Linked DNA regions of Astyanax mexicanus: region 2 is linked to region 1. Evidence: chromatin contacts called from public Hi-C data. All regions are on one chromosome and are shown on one strand. Each heading gives the region's core, a stretch centred on a gene start, on an enhancer-like site or on the middle of the called end of the contact. The rest is flanking DNA. Distances are from core to core; before and after follow the strand shown.

The links. A called contact is a pair of places that touch in the nucleus more often than the background predicts.
Region 2: a Hi-C map of muscle shows a contact between it and region 1, with 8 times the contacts expected there. The contact joins the promoter of stt3b here to the promoter of tmem42a in region 1. A contact is called at or near these places in 2 of 3 Hi-C or Micro-C datasets (both in muscle).

Annotation. Positions count from the first base shown.
Region 1 is chr6:30,478,726-30,484,508 of AstMex3_surface, reverse strand. tmem42a (transmembrane protein 42a) reads left to right here and starts at 1,891. Exons shown (of 3, transcript XM_007251827.4): 1 at 1,891-2,246; 2 at 3,330-3,476; 3 at 3,651-4,300. The coding sequence starts at 2,064. The coding sequence ends at 3,791. kiaa1143 (KIAA1143 ortholog) reads right to left here and starts at 1,012. Exons shown (of 3, transcript XM_015606460.3): 1 at 797-1,012. The coding sequence starts at 904.
Region 2 is chr6:30,637,363-30,642,860 of AstMex3_surface, reverse strand. It overlaps stt3b (STT3 oligosaccharyltransferase complex catalytic subunit B), which reads left to right and starts at 2,414. Exons shown (of 16, transcript XM_022673723.2): 1 at 2,414-2,907. The coding sequence starts at 2,645.

The sequences.
Region 1 (5,783 bases), core at 642-3,141:
ACATCGCAAACAATATTATACCCTGAAATATCGTGCCATATCACTCAACCCTAATATTCACATCAGGGTATTACTTTTTTGCTGTTTTTTTATTTTTTGCAAGAGAAAAAGTTACACTGTTCACATGCCCCATTATATATCTACTAAAGACAGATTATATATATGGAGAGACATTTGGAGTGCATTATTAGTATCATAATGTTCTGGATTATTGACATCTGTTACAAATCTGATAAAATTCTCTCAGTTAGCAGTGTGCCATATCATACTGTATGCAATAATAAAATTGAATATTCATTTTGTTGCTGTAGTATGTTATTGAAATATATATATTTTTCATTTTAGTGTTTTATCGTCATATCGCCAAGAGTATCGTTATCGCTAAAATACTATGAAACATTGTGATACTATTTTAGGGCTATATCGCCCACCCCTAGTCTCTTGAGTGTTAAATGATGATAAAAAGCACAAGTATACATAGTTATGAAAATGCTTAAAGAGGGAAAATATCACTTACACACCTTCTGAGTCAAACTCTCAATAACTAAACCTCACAGGTAACATTTAGGTGGTTTTTCAACTCATACTTTTAGCCCTATTTTCACCACACTCTTTCAGAACATAGTTCCTTCTAAACTGAAGAGAACAGAAGCACTTTAGTACGAGGCGCTAGTGTGTGTTTGTGTGAATTCAGTCCCTGATAAAAAAAATAGGGGAACTTGAGCAGCAATGAAGCGACTTTCCTTACAGCAGCCATGCTAATGCTAATGCTAAATAAATAACCAACCTAGGTTACCTTCGTTTCTACGGTCGGACCCTCTTTATAACCAACGTCATTCTTGAATTTCCGCAGAAACGACGGCTCATTCGGCTTCACCCACGACACGTTACCTTTTTTACTCATTATTTAAACTAAACAAACTAAATAGACAGCAGATGGTAACGTTAGCTCCAGGTTCAGAGCCTCTAGCTAGCTTTAAAACACGGACAGCCGCGTGAGGTCATCAACACTCGCCAGCCTCTGTTTACATCAGTCCGGATCTTTTTAGAGAGCCGGTTCTTTTGACTCGGTTCACTAAAAAGAGCCGACTCTACCTACTAATAAAGGCTAAAGGCTATACATATTGCATAGTAGCTTAGTCTTATTATTGAGTTTTATTGATTTTATTTAGTTAGCTAGCTATAAATACTGTACAATGTGATGTGTGGGTGTTATGTTAACTGTTTTTAACTTTTTTTTTTCTAAATTTCGAATTAGGATTGTTTCTAGTTTTATTTCTACTCTATGATATGTCATTGCTAAATTTTAAGCAGCCATTAACAACTGTCATATGTTTTTTGTCTGTTCTGAAAAAATATATATATTTTAGGGGATTATTGGTGTCAATATTATTTGTGTTTTGTATGTTTTTTTTTTTGTATTTTGCACAATTTGTAGTTTCCCCTGCAGCCTGTCCGTGTGTCATTAAGCTGTGTGTGTGTGTTTGTAACTCCTCCCCTCTCGCTTAGTGAACATCTTGACCAATCACGGCTCACGTTCAGGAGTCGGCTCCGGTGGTTCACTTCAGAAAGTCGGTTCTTCGAGCCGGTGTTACGTCGAGTTATGCTACCCATCGATACGTGCTTTCTAAAGGCACTGCGCATGCGCTGACCGACGCTTTTTAATTTTTTTTTATAAATGACGCTTTTTTATAAATCTGTTTGCTTTTTTGTGCATTAAACATCCTAGACTCATGGTCATTGCACAAAAGTGTAAATGGAAATTAATAAAAATAAATACAATAATTATTCTACTGGGAACATGGTGCTTTTGTATTTTTATAGTTAAATATACTCTAGGGTAGCACGGATTGACAAGGTAGCACAATTCGACAGAACACCGGATCTTTCCCATCACTAATTCTCATAGAGAAGCAGGAAGTGATAGGTTTGGTTTATCCAGTTGTTCTGGTCCCGGTCCAGGTGCTGGTTGTGTCAGACAGTGTCTAAACCCCTCTGGTTCAGAATGCTCGCCGGTGGTTTTCAGTAGAGTATATTATAGAGGTAGTACCGGTTAATTGGTGATGCTGGGTGGGAGCGTGTACGCGCTGCTGGCGGGGTTTCTGGGGGCTGCGGCGTCCTGCAGCGCTAAACTGTCTCTAGGAGCGAGTTACCTGACAGAGCTGTGTGAGCGCGGAGTGAGGAGCTGGGCTGTGGAAGACAGCAGGATTCTCAGCCTTAATGTCGACCCAGCAGCCTGTGAATGGGTGAATCCTTCATCCCTCACTAATCACGCTGTATAAAATTTAAGATTAGGAGATCAATACATGTGAATTATGTCTATAGGACATATATTTTATTTATCAAAAAGTTTTTTTTTCTCAGTGTAAAGGAAGGTATGGTTTTTAATATTCAAGGTGGCTGAAATGCTGATCATTCATTCAGATAAAAAAAAAAACAGTGTCCTGATAAACCAGCTGTTTAACCATATTAGCTCTTGACCGGATAAAGGACTGTCACAGTAAAATATATGTTGTCCCAGAAATTGCAATAATCAATATTATATGGCATAATTATATAAAAAAAATAGCATAACAAACCAGTTATACCTTTCTAAAGACAACAAAATCAATCATGGATTAATCACAGATTGGAAAATATATACTTTATTCTTCACCTCCTGCAGTCCACACTTTGTGTATATAAAGTCACAGTTATAAAGCATTGGCCATTGCATGACTGGGTTAAATACTGGTCAGTGTTATATATGTAAACAAACATACAAATAAACACAATGGACAATATCACGATTATTAAATATTATTGATGTCATGTACATTTATTGTACGAGAAGTCGTGACAGGCCTAAGCATGTTAATTTGTGTTTATTCAGGTTAATGGACTATAGCTAGTCTATAAGCATGACCAGCAAGCATGACTAAACTAGCCACCAATCTGATGACTTGGGTAAAGGTAATTAAATAGTTGACTGATTTGTGATAGTCGTGCTGGTCAACCAGCTTTTTAATTTTGGTCTGTGGGAGGAAACCAGAGTCCCTTGAGGAATCCCACGCTGACACGGGGAGAACATGAAAACGCCCCCTAGATAGGGACTTGAACCCAAGACCACAAGCCACGGTGCCTCCAAGATACCAAAAATATTAATATAGAAATGTCACCAACAGTTGCAGTCTGTGCTAAATTTATGCAAATAACAAATAAAGTTACTGTTTTAGAATTTATTTATTTTTCTTAACACTAAACAAAAAACTCAAACAATTTTCTTACATGTGTACAGTGTCTGAGGAACTGACTGTGTTCTTGTTTTTGATTTCTGATGTTCTCCACAGCTCCACATTCCTTTGAGATTGCTGTGTGGACTGCTGCTCTTTATCTGTAATGCTGTGATGTGGACATTCTTTGCCAAAGCTCTCAGGCATTCATCGTCCTCTGCCCAGGCGACTGTAACCACAACTGCTTCTAATTTTATCTCTTCTGTGAGTCTTCAGTCAGCACAGTTAAAGTTTCACAAAAGAACTTATCTTGTACCTAATACCTCTTCTTATAGCATCTTAAGGTTCAGAAACATAGCTCGTAACCTTAACACGTGTATACCAGTCCTAACTCTATCTATGCAAGTCTTGATGAATATGTAACCTGTCACTTTTTAGGCATTCCTTGGATATGTGATATTTGGAGAAAGCCATGCACTGTTGTGGTGGGTCGGCATCTTCATAACCTTGTTGGGGCTGTTCATATTGCATGGCTCATCTTCCCAGGATCAACAGTTGGATGTGAAGAAAGAAGAATAAGACAACAGCAGTGACATCCACGGGAAAAGATGCAAGCAAGACCAATATAAAAATGGAACCGATGTTTACATTGAACTGGTGATAGTCATTTACTCTTAATCTTATGTTTACCACCAGCAAAGGGCTGATCTATTGATGTTTAAAATATACAGGTTTTATGCAGTTATTTTTATTTATTTTGGTGAGTTTATATTACCGTATTTTCTACATTGTATTCTGTGATATGCACAGATGATTCAAAACATTAAGACCACTCACATAGATGAACCGCATATAATTAATTTTCTCATACAAAATGTACATATCATCTATCGTAAATTTCATAAATGTAATAAAATGACACGGTTGCAGCTGTATTTTGCACATGCACAAATACATACACTGAAAATGTAATTAATAAAATTCATAAAACATTGTTCAAGGACTCCTATTTCAGGCTAGTGAATCTTTCGAGTAAAGTGAAGTATGAAATGAAACTCCACAGAGCAAATATATTTGGAATAAAACATCTCTTTTTATTAAAGCATGCTACATCTCTCTTATTCACATTAATAGGTTATTTGTATAAAAAAAAATCACAATAAACATTTTGAAATAAATCAGTCTCAAGCCTTTGGAACAGATACATCTTCTAGACCCCCAGAGTCATACTGTATATATGTTAAAACAAAGAAGAACCATCCCACAAAAAATGTGAGATGGTGCCAAGATGAATGCAGTTTTAGGTCACTTCATGTGCTGCTTAAAATAAGACAGTTATTATTATTAAGCAATACTGTCCTTTAGGTGTGTATCTAAAAATCTGAAAAAGGTGAAAATCTGAAAATATAGAAAGTACCAGAAGGGAGCTTTTATTGTTCCACAAATAGCTTTAAATATACTTTACTAAAGGTAATGTAATTAATATTCCTTCAGTACTATGACCAAATGTTATACAGTATTTAGGTGTGAATACAGTAAGCACACTTAAATGCAGATCAAATAAACCACGGCAAGATCCTTGGAAGAAGGAAGAGAACTCGGCTAGTTTGTGCCAAGATTGTTGCAGCTCCAAGTTTACGAATACATTAACTCATTTGGACCAGAGCAAATGCACTATAGATGTGACAACTCACTATATTTTACTATGGTACTAATTTTACATCCCGAAGGTCCAAACCGTAGAGAAATCCAGCAGCTATTTACTGTTTTATTGAAATATTTTAGACTTATAAAGGGGGCATACATGAGGAAGACTGGGATTTTTGGTTGTGATGGTATTGTAAGGCACTTTGGAGGGAAATAGAAAAAAATATGCTACAGTTTATTATCATTAAAGTAGTAAATTTCCATGAGCACTGCATTATCACTGATAACTACATTTGGAACTTCTGTGTATCTTAAGAAGACATGCAGATGTATTATTTTTTTTGCATACTCTTATAGCCCAAACCTTAATACTTTAAGGTTTACAAAAAGTTGAAGCTCTTTGTTGGTATAAAGAGAAAGAGAAATGGAAGCTCATTTTATTAGAAGGTTTTAACACTGACCAGTAGATCAAATAACCATCATTCTTTCCAGACCACCCAGCAGGGCATTTCGCTTACTGACTTACTGAGTGACTGACATATTTTTCCACAAAGCTTCAGAGACTGGAGGTAACCTTCCATTAGCTCTGTTGTTTTATTTGTGTTTGTGTCTTTGAAATAGTATTATAAAAGGTAAGCAGATATAAGGCAAAGATATAACTGCTACAGTATTATAAAAGTGTTTGTTAAAACTCAAGTGTTTGAAAAAGCAGTTCCACATTAAATGATCCTTCAACATTGCCACTGCGACATTAGCAGCTGCCCGCTGTCCTTGTCTAGCATGGTCGTTAGCTGTGCTAGCCCACTGGCCTCGCTCAGTATCGCTACTGTAGTATAAGCATCTGTATTGTAGCGTTAACCTCATACAGCATCATTACCACAGAACTAGCATCACAACTGCACCAGCTGCTGGTCTCGCTTAGCT
Region 2 (5,498 bases), core at 1,165-3,664, 160 kb before region 1:
TTTGTCCAGTAATGGACAGTACCTAAGTAGTTTTTATGTAGCTTTTTTAAATATTTAAATTTAAGTGAATTTCTATTTGAACTCCATAACATTTAAAATACAAATTATCTTACTTACATTTTACTCCACTAAATTATGCAAAATACAATGCAAGGATTCATGGGGCTGTAATTGTAAAACAAAAAATAATGTGGTTCAGGTAGCATGAGATCATCATTTTCACACATGGATTGCCCATTACAGAGTCCAGACCTTAACACCGTTGAGAATCTTTGGCATGTGCTGGAGAAGGCTTTGAACAGCGGTCAGACTCTACCATCATTAATGCAAGATCTTGGTGAAAAATTAATGTAACACTGGGTTGAAATAAATATTGTGACATTTCAGAAGCTTATCAAAACAATGCCACAAACAAAGCGTGCATCAATCAATGCCAAAGGTGGTCCAATAAAATATTGGAGTGTGTGACCTTTTTTTTTGTATTAACATTATTTTTGTGCATACTCTGTGCATAATAATATAGCATATCAAAAAAGTAGTGTATGAAGCAAACTCAACAATCAGTGTCTACTTTTGTTTAACCAGTTTTGAACTTATTGGACATTGATTCCCAGTGTCTATATCAACATAAATGATGGAATATTTAGATGCAGTACAGCAAAGGAAAATGGGTATGTGAATCTGTGTTAAAAACACATTTTTTTTTTATTAAATAAGATCCAAATAAAAAATAAAAAAAATAACTAATGTTAACTGCTTGCCTTCTGTGTTTTTAAAAGACAACAGTGTCAGACTATTATAAGTAACATCCTATAAAACTATTGGTCTTACAAAAAGGATAATGACACATATATTTGTACTTTTACTCAAGGGGATGTTAAGAAAACTTTAACTGAAATAATATTTCACCTTGGGTCTCTCTACCTTAATTCTAATAGCTTCTTGTTTTAGGAAAACTCTTCCACCACCACTGCCTGCTCATTCTTGTGTATGAATGTGCCTCGAGGAGTCATATAAGAATATTTTTATCTAGCTAGCTAATGCAAGTTACTTTATTACTAGGCAATATAATTAAATGATAAGCTGACTAGCTGTCAAAAAAAGAGAGCGCGTTTCTTTACAATAAACACACCCACTTATCCAACTCTCTACACCTAACACTGCTTCACACCTTCTGACTGAACATAACCCGACATTTAGCTTCAAAACAAAAGCGGAAAGACGAAACACTAGAAAACTCTCTAGTTAGCCTTATCTCTCTGATAGCTCGATTTGCTATCGTGGCAGACTAATCTAGCAGACTCATCTCTTCCCTCTCCCATTCAGATTCATTTATTCTATTGGTCCGCCGCTCCCGCTTCTGTGTTCTCTGATTGGCTACAATAGCTGTCACTCATAGTGACTCTCTCTGCGCTCTTAGTGCCTCTCGCCGAGCCTGTTCAACAGCTCCGCAGGGTGTCAACTCCCCGCCCCATTGGTCAGATTCTCCGCCCATCACCTGCGTGCTCGCACAGGATTGGTTGATGCGGTCACGCTGGCGAGCCTCATAGTCGTACCTGTCCCGCTGTGACAGGCTGAAGCTTCTTCCCGAACCACTCAGTGGTCCCGCCCCCTCCTCGAGAGGAACCAGTGACGCGAGGATCGATTCAATTTAGTGATTCGACTCTATAGAACGCCCTGTTTCATTGAATCAAATGTCAAATTGAAAGATTCATTTGGTAACATGGGGTCTGGGGCCGCAGTGATCTGTCAAGTTTACTTTAGCATCACATTTTATTCATACAATAATTAACCAAGTTCTTGTTTAAACATGTTAAACATTGTAACCAATTAAATAATTATAGAAATTAAATATCGCAGTGTAACTTACTTAATACAGTCACTGTTTCACTGTAGCCTTTATCAGTTCAACTGTCTGACCATTTTAGGCTAAATTAAATTATAAAAATAGAGAATTGGGTGTTAAAATGGCTATTTTTGCATTTAGCACAGTAAAGACTAAAAAGTATTTCATCATCTTTTCGACATTTTTAGTTTTCATTTCAGCTTTTCAGAATCAGAATTTCTGAAAAAAATCACCTTTTTTACATTGTTGCATCTTGTAACAAAATATGATACCATAGTTCAACCTACTATTTTATATGATGCAAAAAGGGAACAATCAAAGTAAAAATTATCTATTTTTTTCTGAAATTCTGAGGGTGAGTCAGAAATATAAAAAATATAAAACTGCTAAAATGGATGAAAACACTTTTTTTTACTATGCTACAAAAAAAGACAACTTTATATGACCTGATATAGGTAACACTGAGCCTAAACTACGGCAAATTGACTTTAGAAGTCGTTGGACGTCGGTTGGGCTTCGATGAATCAGTCCGTCCGACTGGTTGAAAAGAACCGGTTCACAATTCATTCATCGCTAGCAGGAACTGGTGGATCTCGTGCGCGCCGAGTACTACAAGCCGGCTAGCATGCCGCTCAGAGCCGGACCCGATTTCCAATAATTCCCCGCAGAAAGCCGCGGTGTGTGCAGGAGCAGGGCCCAGCTGCAGAGAGGAAGACGCCGAAGCGAGCAGGGGAGTGCGCGAGCCGGAGCGGAGCGTGTGGCCGCGGGAGAGCCTTCCTGAGCGACCGACTCCAGAACATGGCGGAGCAGCACGCCACCTCCGAGTGCAGGCACAAAGCGAGCCCGGGCGCTGGGGGCTCCGTCTCGGGCAACGGGCGACCCAACACCGCGGCTGCGTGTGGCGGCGGGGGCGGAGGCCTGTCCGGCGGGTTGACGCAGCCGGCGGGCTGGCAGTCTCTCCTGTCCTTCACCATCCTGTTTCTGGCCTGGCTGGCGGGCTTCAGCTCCAGGCTCTTCGCTGTGATCCGATTCGAGAGCATCATCCACGAGTTTGACCCCTGGTGAGTAAAAGCGGCGCTAGCTGAGGCTAACACAGCTAGCTTAACCAGCTAACAGCGCTGCAGCCGGTCTCTGGAGGAGGAAAATAAAGGGGGATAGGGAGCTGTTGTAACTGGAGTAGAGGGAGACATAGCGGAGAAATGAAGCCTAGTTAATCATATAGCCTAGATAAACTAATAATTTAACTAGCAGTGGTGAAGAGCAGAGAAGCGTTTCTCTCTGAACTCTGGAAGGAAGGTGGAGGAGGATGATCTGGTCTTCCTTCATTCTTGCGAGGAGACTGACTGTGTTGTAGCATTAGAGGAATTATCTACAGGCGAAATTTATAAGTCATATTTCGGGTGAAGATCACCAGGAGAAAAAGTGGGGACATGATGTTTATAGGTAACCTAGCCTAACTAAGCTAAGGCAAGCTAGCTGGATCTGTGTGAGACCTTTGTGGCCTGTGTGCGTTGATGCATTATTGTCTCATAATTAACCTCCTCCCTGAAATACATTACCGTAATATACTAAGTTCAACCTAGCTAGCTGTATTTGTTTGTAATTTAATCGACTATGTAGTAGTCTATATTGCATACAATATTTAGGCTGACCCTCATTTTGTAATGTAGCCCAGTGTATTGAAAATTAAAATATAAATTAAGACAGAAAAACAACCGAGGAAAATAAAGGTAAAAAAATACATTAAACGTAGTTAGCTAAAATGACCAGATGAATAATGTAATAAGATAAAATAATAATAAAAAAAAATAGGTCAAAAGATGTAACAAACAAACAAGTAATAAAAAGCTGTGAATCTTAAACAAGTAAAAGTATGAGCAGTCATGATTATAAAAATGAAGCTATTGTTAATAATAATGAAAATAATAAACAATTAAAATTAAGTCAACAGTATTTACAGAAATAAGTAAAATAACAATACTTATAAAATTGCTAAACACACAAAAAAAAGATTATTAAATAAATGAGTTGGTTGATAAAGTAAATAAAATGTATTCTTGCATTATGGGATTGAGAAATAATAAAATTGTATTAATTCTATATGTTTTTGCTTTTACAATGTTTCCTATTACCATAACTCTATCATGTTTCTGTCAATGTTCAGTGTGTTTAGCTCTGTTGCTGTATATAGCTTAAGGTTGTGCTAGTTTTCTCTGCAGCTGCAGGACTGTTCAGTCCAGTTTACTCTTTGATTGAGTTTTAAATTAGCTAAATTGCATTGACAGAATGCGCTTAATCTATATATCCAGCAGTTCATTTCCTTGGTAAATTAGTAATGGGGGTTGCTTCACACCCAACCAGGAAGTGGTCTTAAAGAAGTGTGGTGATGTCATTGATGTCACTTCACCCTTATGGCTTTGCTCTGCTTTACATTGACTAGGGTAATGTTACATTAAAAAAAACACACACAGCTCATCTTTCAGTAGCTATTGTCCAGTTCTGGGTGTAATTGAGACTAATCGGTAATGGAGAGATTATGTATCCAGAACAAGAATACTGCATTACTGAGGATGATCCAGTATCATAAAAAAGATTCTGTAATGTTGTTATACATTCTTTCAATGAACAAAATTGAATGAAAAGTGAAACCTGAATATGTGTTAGACTTCTAATATTTGTCTATTTTCCTGGCTATCCAGACCATTCTAAGAGGATTTTAAAAAAATATATCTGAATTTGATGTGGGTTTGGGGCTGGATTCATCAAAGAGTTGTAAGAAATTTTGTTTGTTTTTCTTTAAACTTTAGTAAAATCATGATTCAAAATAGTTTTCATTTCACTACAACCAAACAGCAAACTGCTTTCTTTAATGCAAACTCACACACATTGTTTAATTCACACACCTCACACATAATTGAATTACCTGGATTAATGTGTAATTTTACTAGATTTGATTGGGAAATTGTTCTTAATGTACAGGTATTTTCTATGTAAGGATAATGGTGGCTTTTTATGCCAGCGTTATCTTTTTATCTTGTTATTCCAACCATAATTAGTTTCATATGTCTTGAAATTGTGTTAAATGTTTACCTTGATGTGTTTTTTTCTGCATTTCCCTATTTGAGCTGAGTAATGGACAAAAAAAAATCTAGAATGTTTATAATAAGCCTTGAAATGCTGCTGCATTAAAGGCTCTATTTCAAACAATGTAAACAATGCTACACAGAAGGTTGAGCTTTCAGGTGACAGATTATAAAGGACAAATTAATTAGCTGATAAAGAATGGGAAATATGACAAATAAACGTAACTGAATGTCATTACTAGACAGAACAAGCATAGCATAAGAGAGCACTGAGAGCACAAAATAAAACAGGAGATGGCTGTTTTAATATGATGGGGGGAGGGTGGGTAAAAGATGAGTTTTACTCCTGTGTAAGTTACCGTGGGGCAAGTGTCGGTGTCACTTTATTAGGCCACATCATGCTTTTGCATCTGAACCAGCCTCTGTTTCTGTCTGGTCACAGTGGGCCATACGGCCATGCCTAACTAAACGCCCACATGCAAATCGTGTGACTCTGTGTGTGTTTCTCTGTACAGGCAGTTTAGTGTTGTTATCACTCAGAGCAGAGCATCCTGCATCAAACTCATCAC